Linked DNA regions of Mus musculus: region 1 is linked to region 2. Evidence: chromatin contacts called from public Hi-C data. All regions are on one chromosome and are shown on one strand. The core of a region is the stretch at or near the end of the contact, and the rest is flanking DNA. Distances in the headings are between cores, read along the strand shown.

Evidence for each region. A called contact is a pair of places that touch in the nucleus more often than the background predicts.
Region 1: a contact with region 2 is called in a Hi-C map of cerebral cortex, with 4 times the contacts expected there. A contact is called at or near these places in 1 of 39 promoter capture datasets (hippocampal neurons) and 1 of 484 Hi-C or Micro-C datasets (cerebral cortex).

What each region holds. Positions count from the first base shown.
Region 1 is chr15:75,547,463-75,552,164 of GRCm38.p6, reverse strand. No RefSeq gene overlaps it. Among named protein-coding and RNA genes, the nearest start is that of Ly6h, 17 kb to the left of the region's middle.
Region 2 is chr15:74,761,569-74,766,198 of GRCm38.p6, reverse strand. It overlaps Ly6d (lymphocyte antigen 6 complex, locus D), which reads left to right and starts at 2,632. Exons shown (of 3, transcript NM_010742.1): 1 at 2,632-2,690; 2 at 3,350-3,448; 3 at 3,611-4,143. The coding sequence starts at 2,639. The coding sequence ends at 3,843.

The DNA.
Region 1 (4,702 bases), core at 1,550-4,049, 790 kb before region 2:
TCATCTGAAGGCTGCTAGTGAAAGACTGACTTCCAAGCAGCTAGCATGAGGGTCTTAAAGCCCATACCCACAGTGACACACCTACTCCAACAAGGCTACACCTCCTAAAGGAGCCACACCCTGGGCCAAACATATACAAACCATCACACCACGTGACAGGAAGGGGGAAAATGAGAGTCTCTTTGAGAGTGAGCTGGAGGGGGGAACCAGATATTGAATCCCTTCCTCACATCACCCACTAAAATGAATTCCAGGATCAAGGGAAGGAAATGCCAAGAAGGAAGCTGGAGAAGGGCCTCCCTGTGACCTGTGCACAGGGTGAACTTCCAAAAGAAGATACAAAAAGAGCAAATGATAACAAAAGGCTAGCTAGTGACAATCACAAGCTAAAAGCTTTCATTTGTCAAAACCTTAAAGAAAGCAAGAGGATGATTTACAGTCTGAGAAAAGACACTGGCGACAGAGTAACTGATTGAAGGCAACATTGATAAATAACTGGCGGCCCCTGGAAGATGAGGACCAGAGATCTGGTGGGAATGGCAGAGGCTTGGCAGCACCCGCAAGTCACAGAACAGGTCTCCAGTATGGAGGTCTCCAGTTTCACTAGTTGCCAGGGAAACAAACTGCAGACATGAGCTGTCCCTGCTGGATTAACAAACCTGGGAGAGCTGACAATGCCATGCGTTGAAGATGTGATTTGTAGCCTTGCCTGGGATTTTCAGGTCAGGGACAAATTGTACAGCCACCTGGGAACACACAGTACCTTCTGGAAAGCTGAGTGATTATGTCCCCCAGGACCAAGCCATTCCTTGCCAGCATATCACCCAATAAAGATGTCCCAAGTGTGTTGTGTATCAGAGACATGTATTTGATGCTTGTAACTTCGCCGTTCATAAGAGAAAAAAAAATCCAGAAAAGGGCCCATCAATAGGAGAAAAGTGTTAATAAATAGTGATGTCATCACACAGTGGAATACTACATGCCAGGTGCAAAGGACAGTGTGCACAGCACGGATAACTGTCAGCAAAGCAAACTGTGGACAGAAGGTTCAGAAGATTCACAAGCCTGCAGCTGAGAAGTTACTCCACAGTGCTTTATAGACCTGTGGGAGGGGACTAGGAACGGAATAAAACAGAGATTTGGTCTGGGTTTCTACTCAGTGTTTTTTGAGACAATGTATCATGAATTGTAGGCTGAATCGTCCTCCCAGTCGTTACATAGCTGAGGGTTGTGATCCTTCTGCTTCAGCTCCCAAACGCTGGGATCGCAAGCCTGCACCACCACATCCAGTTGTGTGCTGCTGCAGGTTAAACCCAGGCCTTCAGGCACAATAAGCAAGTAATCTAGCAACTGAGTCACATCCCCAGTCTTAAGATTATTTTTGAAACGGGATCTTCCTGTTTTGTTGTTCAGCTCCAGGGTAGCTGAGATGAAATGTTTAGCTTACTGTGCCTGACTAGACCTAATAAAATTTCCTTCTTCCATCTAGCATCTGTTCAGGATCAATTAATTAATATATCCATCTGTCATTTCATCTCTTATTATCAACCTTTCTGCCAATTATCTATTATTATCTCTGTATATATTAAATTATATATCATCTACCAATTATCTGTTATTTGTTATCTATCTATCTATCTATCTATCTATCTATCTATCTATCTATCTCCATTTATCTGTCATCTACCTGCCCACCTTCCTACCTATTGACCATCTATCATCTATGTATCCATTATCTATTTGTGGCGGTTTGATGAGAACTGTTCCTCTCAGGCTCAGGTTTTGGAACATTTGAGGTGGTAGTAGGGAGGTGCAGCCTCGAAGGAGGCAATATGCCACTCTGTGTGTGTGTGTGTGTGTGTGTGTGTGTGTGTGTGTGTGTGTGTGTGTGTGTGGTGTGTGTGTGTGTGTCTTTGGGAGCTTTTAGTCTGCTTCTCTCCAGTTTTCTCTCTGTGTTTTGCATGTGTCTGGAGATGTGTTGTTTCCTGCTTCTGCCAGAGAGCCTGCTGCTTGCTGCTATGCCTTTTGGGATTCTTATTCCTCTGGACCCATAAACCCAAAATAAACTCCTTCATCCCTATGCTTCTTTGGACTATGGTGTTTTATCAAAGCAACTCTTTCTCTCCTAAGTCGCTTTGTTGTTTTTTGTTTGTTTGTTCTGTTTTTTTTTTTTTTTAATCACAGCAACAGAAACAAAACTAGGTGAGGGACTGGGGCAGTGAGGCCACTTAGACCCTTGTGTTCAAGGCCACTAAGGCTCTAGATTGGAGAGGGACATGAGGACGACAGAGGGTTCTTGGATGCAGATGCCAGCTTCCTGGGAGGGTGGGCTCTGGGGAAGGTTGGAAGGTGCCCTAGCTATGGGCTAGACCTGGGCATGCCTGGTCACTATCTTGGCCCAGGGAACCTCAACCAACTCTGGCATATCTGAGTGATAAGGACAGGAGTGGGCTGCTGGTTTAAGCCCCAACAAGGTAAGGTATTCAGCTCGAGCTTTGCCTGCCCTTTTCTAGACATTCTTTTTTGTTCCACGTGTTTGTTTCAGGTGCTGCTTGGCACTGAGTTCCACACCGGTTTCCCTGGAGACGCTCACCAAGATGTTGCTGTCTTTTGGCAGGGATGGCTTTCTCCTGGCTCCCTCTTCCCAGTGAGCAGTGTGCTGAGGGGGTTTGTTCAGTAGCATCTGGGTTGCTTCTTGATTGTGCAGATGACTTTCAGGTGGCACTGTGTAGACACCTCCTGTGTGTTGTTATGGTGCTCTGGACGCTCGCACCTACCCACCCCCTGGGAGAACATGCTCAGCACAGCTGGCTGAGGTGGAAAAGTCAGGTTTCCCCCTTTTTGTTTTGAGACTTGCACTATTAGAAACCAGCCAGGGGTCACTTTGATCAGCGATGCCCTGCTGAAACACACACAGCAAAACACACAAATAATTTCCTAATCTCACTCTTACTATTGGCCTTTAAGAAAACCAGATTGTCCAATAACCCTGGGAGAAGGGAGGACAACAGCCCTCTCCTGGAGGTGTTGAAGGTGACCTATTTCACTAGTGGTGGTGGGGGCCCCTATGTCTGCTGAGCCATCTCCTGGAGGAGTGGGCCCTCTGGTGTCCATATGAGGGATGGCAAGTGATCTTCTTTAGCCACTGCATGGCTATGAGCAGTCTGCCCCATTAGGAAGCACAGACGTAGCACTACTTCCTGCTCTGCTTCTTGCTCAAGTTCAGCCTTACATGAGGGGTTAGGTAGAGACTCAAAGCCCCCAGGAATATCTGAAGGCTTCTGTGGGTGTACCTCAGGTGGCTCACCAATGCTACCAAGCCACTAAGTTGTGTACACTCATGTGAGGCTGCTCTAGAGTTCCTTCCATATGTGTTATCCTCTTGGCATATTTGTTGGCTCACATCTGACCTGGAGCAGGCTGCAAGATGTCCATCACATGTGGACATTAGCACAGACAGAGTCTTGAGCCAGAGCTAGACCATGACACTCCCCTCATGGGCTCTTCAGCATTGAACCAGCACTTCTCTCGAGAAACAATGGGGTGATAAAGACAGCATTGCAACATCCTCTGAGCAGTGGCTCCAGGTGCTCAGTGAAGAGAGTTGCTAGGGTGCCATTCACTGATTCTGGGATTATCCAGGTAAGCCCCTCTTGGCTGGGAAGCCAGGTCTGCAGTTTCTCCACTACTGGTCCTTGGTGAGCCTGGGATCGGGGAAGGAGGACTGGAGAGTTACACTCTTGCCCTGGGGATCTCAGAGCTCTGAAACATCCCTTCTGTTGGCACAATTCCCCTTGGGGCTTGTCTCACTTGGATCTCTAAAGAGCATCCATTCCAGTTCTTCCATTTTACACCACCCCCCATCACAGGACTCACAGGCAAAGAGACACTGAGTGGTTCTGCTGCCTGGCAACAGCCACAGAGTCAAGTCTCAGACAAGAACAGCTAGCTCTTCAGGAGCCTTTCTTAAAAAATTTTATTTAATTAATTATTTATTTATTCATGTAATGTATATGAGTACACTGTAGCTGTCTTCAGACACACCAGAAGAGGGCGTCAGATCTTGTTACAGATGGTTGTGAGCCACCATGTGGTTGCTGGGATTTGTACTCCAGACCTTTGGAAGAGCAGTCGGGTGCTCTTACCCACTGAGCCATCTCACCAGCCCCATCTCTCCACCTGTAATAAGGAGCACGGAGTCCCAACACTGCCAGCTGGTCACATAGGCCATGTTGGCTGGTGGCACAAGTGTGAAGGCATAGATCTCCACCCCCATGAAGCCCTCCAATTGAACTTGTCTCTTTCTCTCTAATGTCAGGATTTTGGTCAACTGTCATGATGCTGGGCATTTATACTGACTGCACTTGGAAGTCTGAAGCAGGAAGATTAGGAGTTTGAGACCAGCTTGGCTATATGGCAAGACTCTGTATCAAAAACAAAACAATAAAACAAAACTAAGACCAAGTAAACAAAAGGCCAAGGGCCAGGGCTGGAGTGGTAGATCTGTGGTTAAGAGCCCTGGCTGCTCTTCCAGCAGACCTAGCTTCTAGTTCCAGAACCCATACAGTAGCTCGCTACCATCCATAATTCCAGTCTGAGGGGATCCAATACCTTCTTCTGACCTCCATAGGAGCTGCAAACATGTGGTGCACAGACACACATGCAGGCAAAGCACTTGTGTGTACACGTACACATGCACACA
Region 2 (4,630 bases), core at 1,383-3,882:
GGGAAAGCCCCAGGTCTAGAGGCCAAGTGATGGCTCCTTTTCTTGAGTGATGCTGACAAGGATTTTTCTGCCTATCTCTGTGTCATCCAAGGCTCTACCTATGTGATTAAGGACAGAAGGGGCCCCAGGGAAACACTCCTCATTCTGTTGTCTGACTCACCGAGAATTTACAAGGCCTTGCAGAAAAAGAGCTAGCATTAGGGTGTGGCGTGGGAAGCCAAGACTCTGGGGCCCTTGGTGGGGTCCTCTTCACCAGCTGATGGGCACCAACCTCAGGTCCCAGCTTAGACAGATCTACGTAGGTCATTCAGTACTCCAAGAGTGCTCCCGCCCCCACCTCTCTAGTTGCCCTACTCATTCAGTGCACTACACAGAGCAATGATATCTGTGTCCCTCTCTCCTACTAGTCTGTGGCACAGAACTGTGCCCTGCCTCTCTCCTCCCCCAGGGTCCCTTATACAAGTAGTGACTAGAGTACAGGAGGTCCTTACAAAGTATTATGAATGAGTGAATGAATGAATGAATGAATGAATGAATGAATTGCTTTGAAGTACAGGGTGGCTTTGGGAGATCCTGGAGTGTGCCTACACCTTATACCCCAAGGTGTTTGAATACCTTCAGCCTAGGGATCTGACCTGTCTACTGAGTGCCCTCTTCAGGCCCGGAAAGACCCCTGGACTGTACTTTCAGAAGAGCTGTGGTGATCTGTTGCTCTTTCTTCACCCATATGCCTTTCTTCTGAGCCGCTCACGTGGTTCTTGTTATCTCTGTGTCTCAGCCACGAATGCAAGGGGGAGAGACATGAGCAGGGTGACCTCTGCGCCAGACAGAAGTCCAGGCTTGTCTCTCAACTTCCTGGCCAGTCCTGCTGAGATAAGGGAACAGCCAAGTCTGAGGGGCAGACAATAGTGTTCCCTGCCCTGTGTCCCATTCATCCCACTTCTTGGGCAATATTCTTCTGCCAACATCTCCAAGGGGGAAATTAGATCTCAGCCCCAGACCCCGGAAGCTGTGAACCAGGACCTAGAGGGCCCATGTTCTCAAAGCAGTGGCTCCGCATGAAGTGGGTACGGACAGCAGACAGTGAGGGAACTGATGGTGCCTGTGCCCATTCTATGTGTAACTGCCTCCAAGTTCCAGCCTGGCCACCTCCAACAGGACCCTTGTTGAGTGCCTCAATACCCACAAGTGCTCCTGCCACCGGAATCACAGAGTCTTCTAAGGACAAATTTAGTATGTGGCTCTTTTATACTTCTATAGAGCACAGCTGGGAACAGACAGCTGACACATCCTCCTAGCAGATCTTCCAAGGACAAAGACCCTTCTCACCATGGATCTCACAGATCCAAGACCCAACATGAAGGCTGAGGTCCCTGGGAGCAAGCAAGCATGCCGATACATCCTCCTACCCAGGGTGTAAGTGTGAAGCCTGTTGCACCCTGCTCTCAATCTCAGGCCCAGACTCCCCATTTCTTGTCTGCCCTTCATTCCCAGACCCCAGAACTCCACTGAGCCCAGGAGTAGCTCCAAACCTGTTTTTCCAGCAGTTTTCCAATGACTCATCTTCCCCTGTTTGCCAACTCTTCTGTCACCGCCCTGTCACGGAGTCCCAAGTTCTGTTCCCAAGGCTCAGAACCACCCTCCTATCCCTCTGCCCACTCATTCTCCCTATGTCTGATGTATTCAGGGAAGAGGGGCTGGAGCTGTACGGGCCTTTCCAAGGAAGCAGGGACCCTGAATTTCAGGCCTTTCCTGTGGCCTTCCAGGTGCCATAAGCAAATCCAGGGGAGGCAGATATTACCTAGCAACACAGGGGAAGGCTTGGGACAGAGCTGGACCTTCTCCAGGGGCTCTTATCCAAGTGACTTCCAGATTCCAGGTCCTGCCAAGTCCAAAACCTGCCTCAAGAAGAACCACATGAAAGTTCTAAGGACACTTGTCCGCTGACCCCAACAAGTAGCCATAGCTTTGCTTCACTTGATCTGGGATCTTCATAGCCCTAACCTGGCCATACCCAGCACACACAGAGACTCACTTCTCTCTCCTGACCCCACAGTCACCTCCACAAGGACCATTTGTTTCCCCTGGGGTTGGGTCCTTGATCCAAGTCCCCACTGGGTCAACGATGCACTGAGCCCAGAGCAGAAGAAGGTGCTCTGCGCCTCCCAACCTGTAGGTATTGAGACTTCCAGCATAGGCTGTGACTGAAAGAGTTACCCAGTGGTGATTAGATGCCGAGAGTAACAGACAGAAACAGAAAGGCAAAGACAAGGTGACCCAGGTACAGGCACGCAATCCACAAGGAAACGGAGAGCCAGAGAGAGCGGCAGAGACAACAGCAGGAGGGATGGAGACTCAACAGCATCCAGTGTCTGGAGCAAGAACCAGAATGGTCTGCCAGGCTTCTGACCACAGCCAACCCTGCTCAGGAAGGCTGCGGGGCTGAGGGGACCAGGCACTCCAGTCCCTCCAGGTGGCAGAAGCCAAGCCTGTACTGAGGGCATGGGGCCAGGAAGGGTGGGGTGGACCTGATTTGCATGCTGCTTTCTGGCCTGCCCTCGATCCTCCCACAGCTCCTGTCTCATCTATAAGATCTGGGGAGAGAAAGGGTCCCCAGTGCTTCCAGATGATGTTTAGGATGAAGACAGCTCTGCTCGTCCTCCTTGTCTTGGCTGTGGCCACTAGCCCAGGTGAGCGGCTGCACTTGGGGGCTGGGAAGGGGTGGATAGCTTTGTCTAGATGCTAGACACTCATCCCTAGGCAGGCTGGGCTTGACAGAATGTCATCAAATGAGGGAAGATGGAATTTAGGCTCGGAGAACGCTAGGGGTGCTTGGCTCTTAACATTTAAAACAAAATGAGTTTGATATCTTAACTCACCGGATCTTAAAATCACACTATTTCAGAATCAGGCAATTTTTGCACTAACTCTTAGAAAAGGGGCATTTTGAGAGAGAGGAGAGCTGGAGATATCTTGAGAGGTTTCCCTTACTGCCTTTGCCACCTCTTATCTGTCCTGGGCAACACTAGGGTGGTCAAGTCCCTCTTTCTCCGGGCTCTTCAGAATTCAGACCTTTGGTGTGGAGGACACTTAGCAAAGACCAGGAATCTCCTGAGGTTCTTGAAAAGTCTCTCTTCTCCGTACTCCCTCTGCTTTCTCACCTCTGCCCAGGGGTGGCACTGACTAGAATGTCCTCTCTAGGGCTTTAAGGAATATCTAGACACCCTCTGAGCCAAACACAGGCACGAGCTTTGTGGCATCTGGGGCAGAGGTTAGGGTGACAAATTCCGAAGGCTCTGGTTGGGGCAAAGACCTTTACTTGACTGACTCAATAACCCTCATCCTTCAGCCTGGGCACTTCGATGTCACGTGTGCACCAACAGTGCCAACTGTAAGAACCCTCAGGTCTGCCCGTCCAACTTCTACTTCTGCAAAACCGTCACCTCAGGTGAGTGGCAGCCCAAGTCCCTCAGGGCCAAGAGATCAGCCCTAGGCTTGATCCTGGGAATGGGCCAGTCGTGGTGAAAGTGGTGGTCAAGAGTGGGTGATGCTCGGTGGGAGCCAGGGTACACTAAGTCAGGCCTGATGCCCTTTTCCTTTCTGTGTGCAGTGGAGCCTCTGAATGGGAACCTGGTGAGGAAAGAGTGTGCAAACTCATGCACCTCCGACTACAGCCAGCAGGGCCATGTCAGCAGTGGTTCCGAGGTCACACAATGCTGCCAGACTGACCTATGCAACGAGAGGCTGGTCAGCGCTGCACCTGGACATGCCCTGCTCAGCAGTGTCACCCTGGGCCTGGCAACGAGCCTCAGCCTGCTCACTGTTATGGCTCTCTGCCTGTAATGTACTGCTTGGAATTTCCCTTGCCCCTTCCCTTCTAGTCGTCAGTGTCCCCACGGCCCATGCTTTAGCCATGATGGAGGCACCAGGCGCTAAGGCTGGGGGATACCCTTCAAGGCTGGGGCTGGGTCTTGGTGGGCACCAAGAGCTGATGACATATATAGCACAGTGCCTCCCCCAGGACAGGAAGATGTGGCTTGTGTCCCAGCATGGAAGATGGGGGACAGACATGCTTCCACCCCTCTGATTTTGTACTTGTTCCAGTTATTTTTTTTCTACTTGGAAATAAATGATCTAACAATACTGTGGCTGTGTGGAGTCGTGAGTGGGATAGTAAGTTTTCTGGTACATGTTACCCTGGGCAAGCCTGGGCAGCATGCAGTAGCTCCTGGCACTGGACCTGAAAGGCACCTCCATCTTGGAAGGGGCAAACTCTCTCCAAGTCCCATGTGGGGAGGAAGGACAGTGTACCCAGGCCTCAACCCTGAGATTGTTTCCCCAAGGTTCCTCATAGAGTTTCAAGGGCACTGCACATAGCCAAGGTCCAAGGTGAGTCCAGCTACCAGGACCTCACTCACTCCTTAGGGACTCTTCCAGATGAATGTATGTTGGGGTGGGAGGTGTGACTCAGTACCAGCTGACGAGATGCAGACTAGAAGGGCCCTAAGCAGAGTACAGCCCTAGAGACCGTCTATCTAGGCCCACTGCTTGCTTTCCCATGAAATAGGTTCCTGATGCTGCCTAGGCCCTGGGTGCTACTTAGATTTCTGTAGTTTCCTGAATAGGGTGA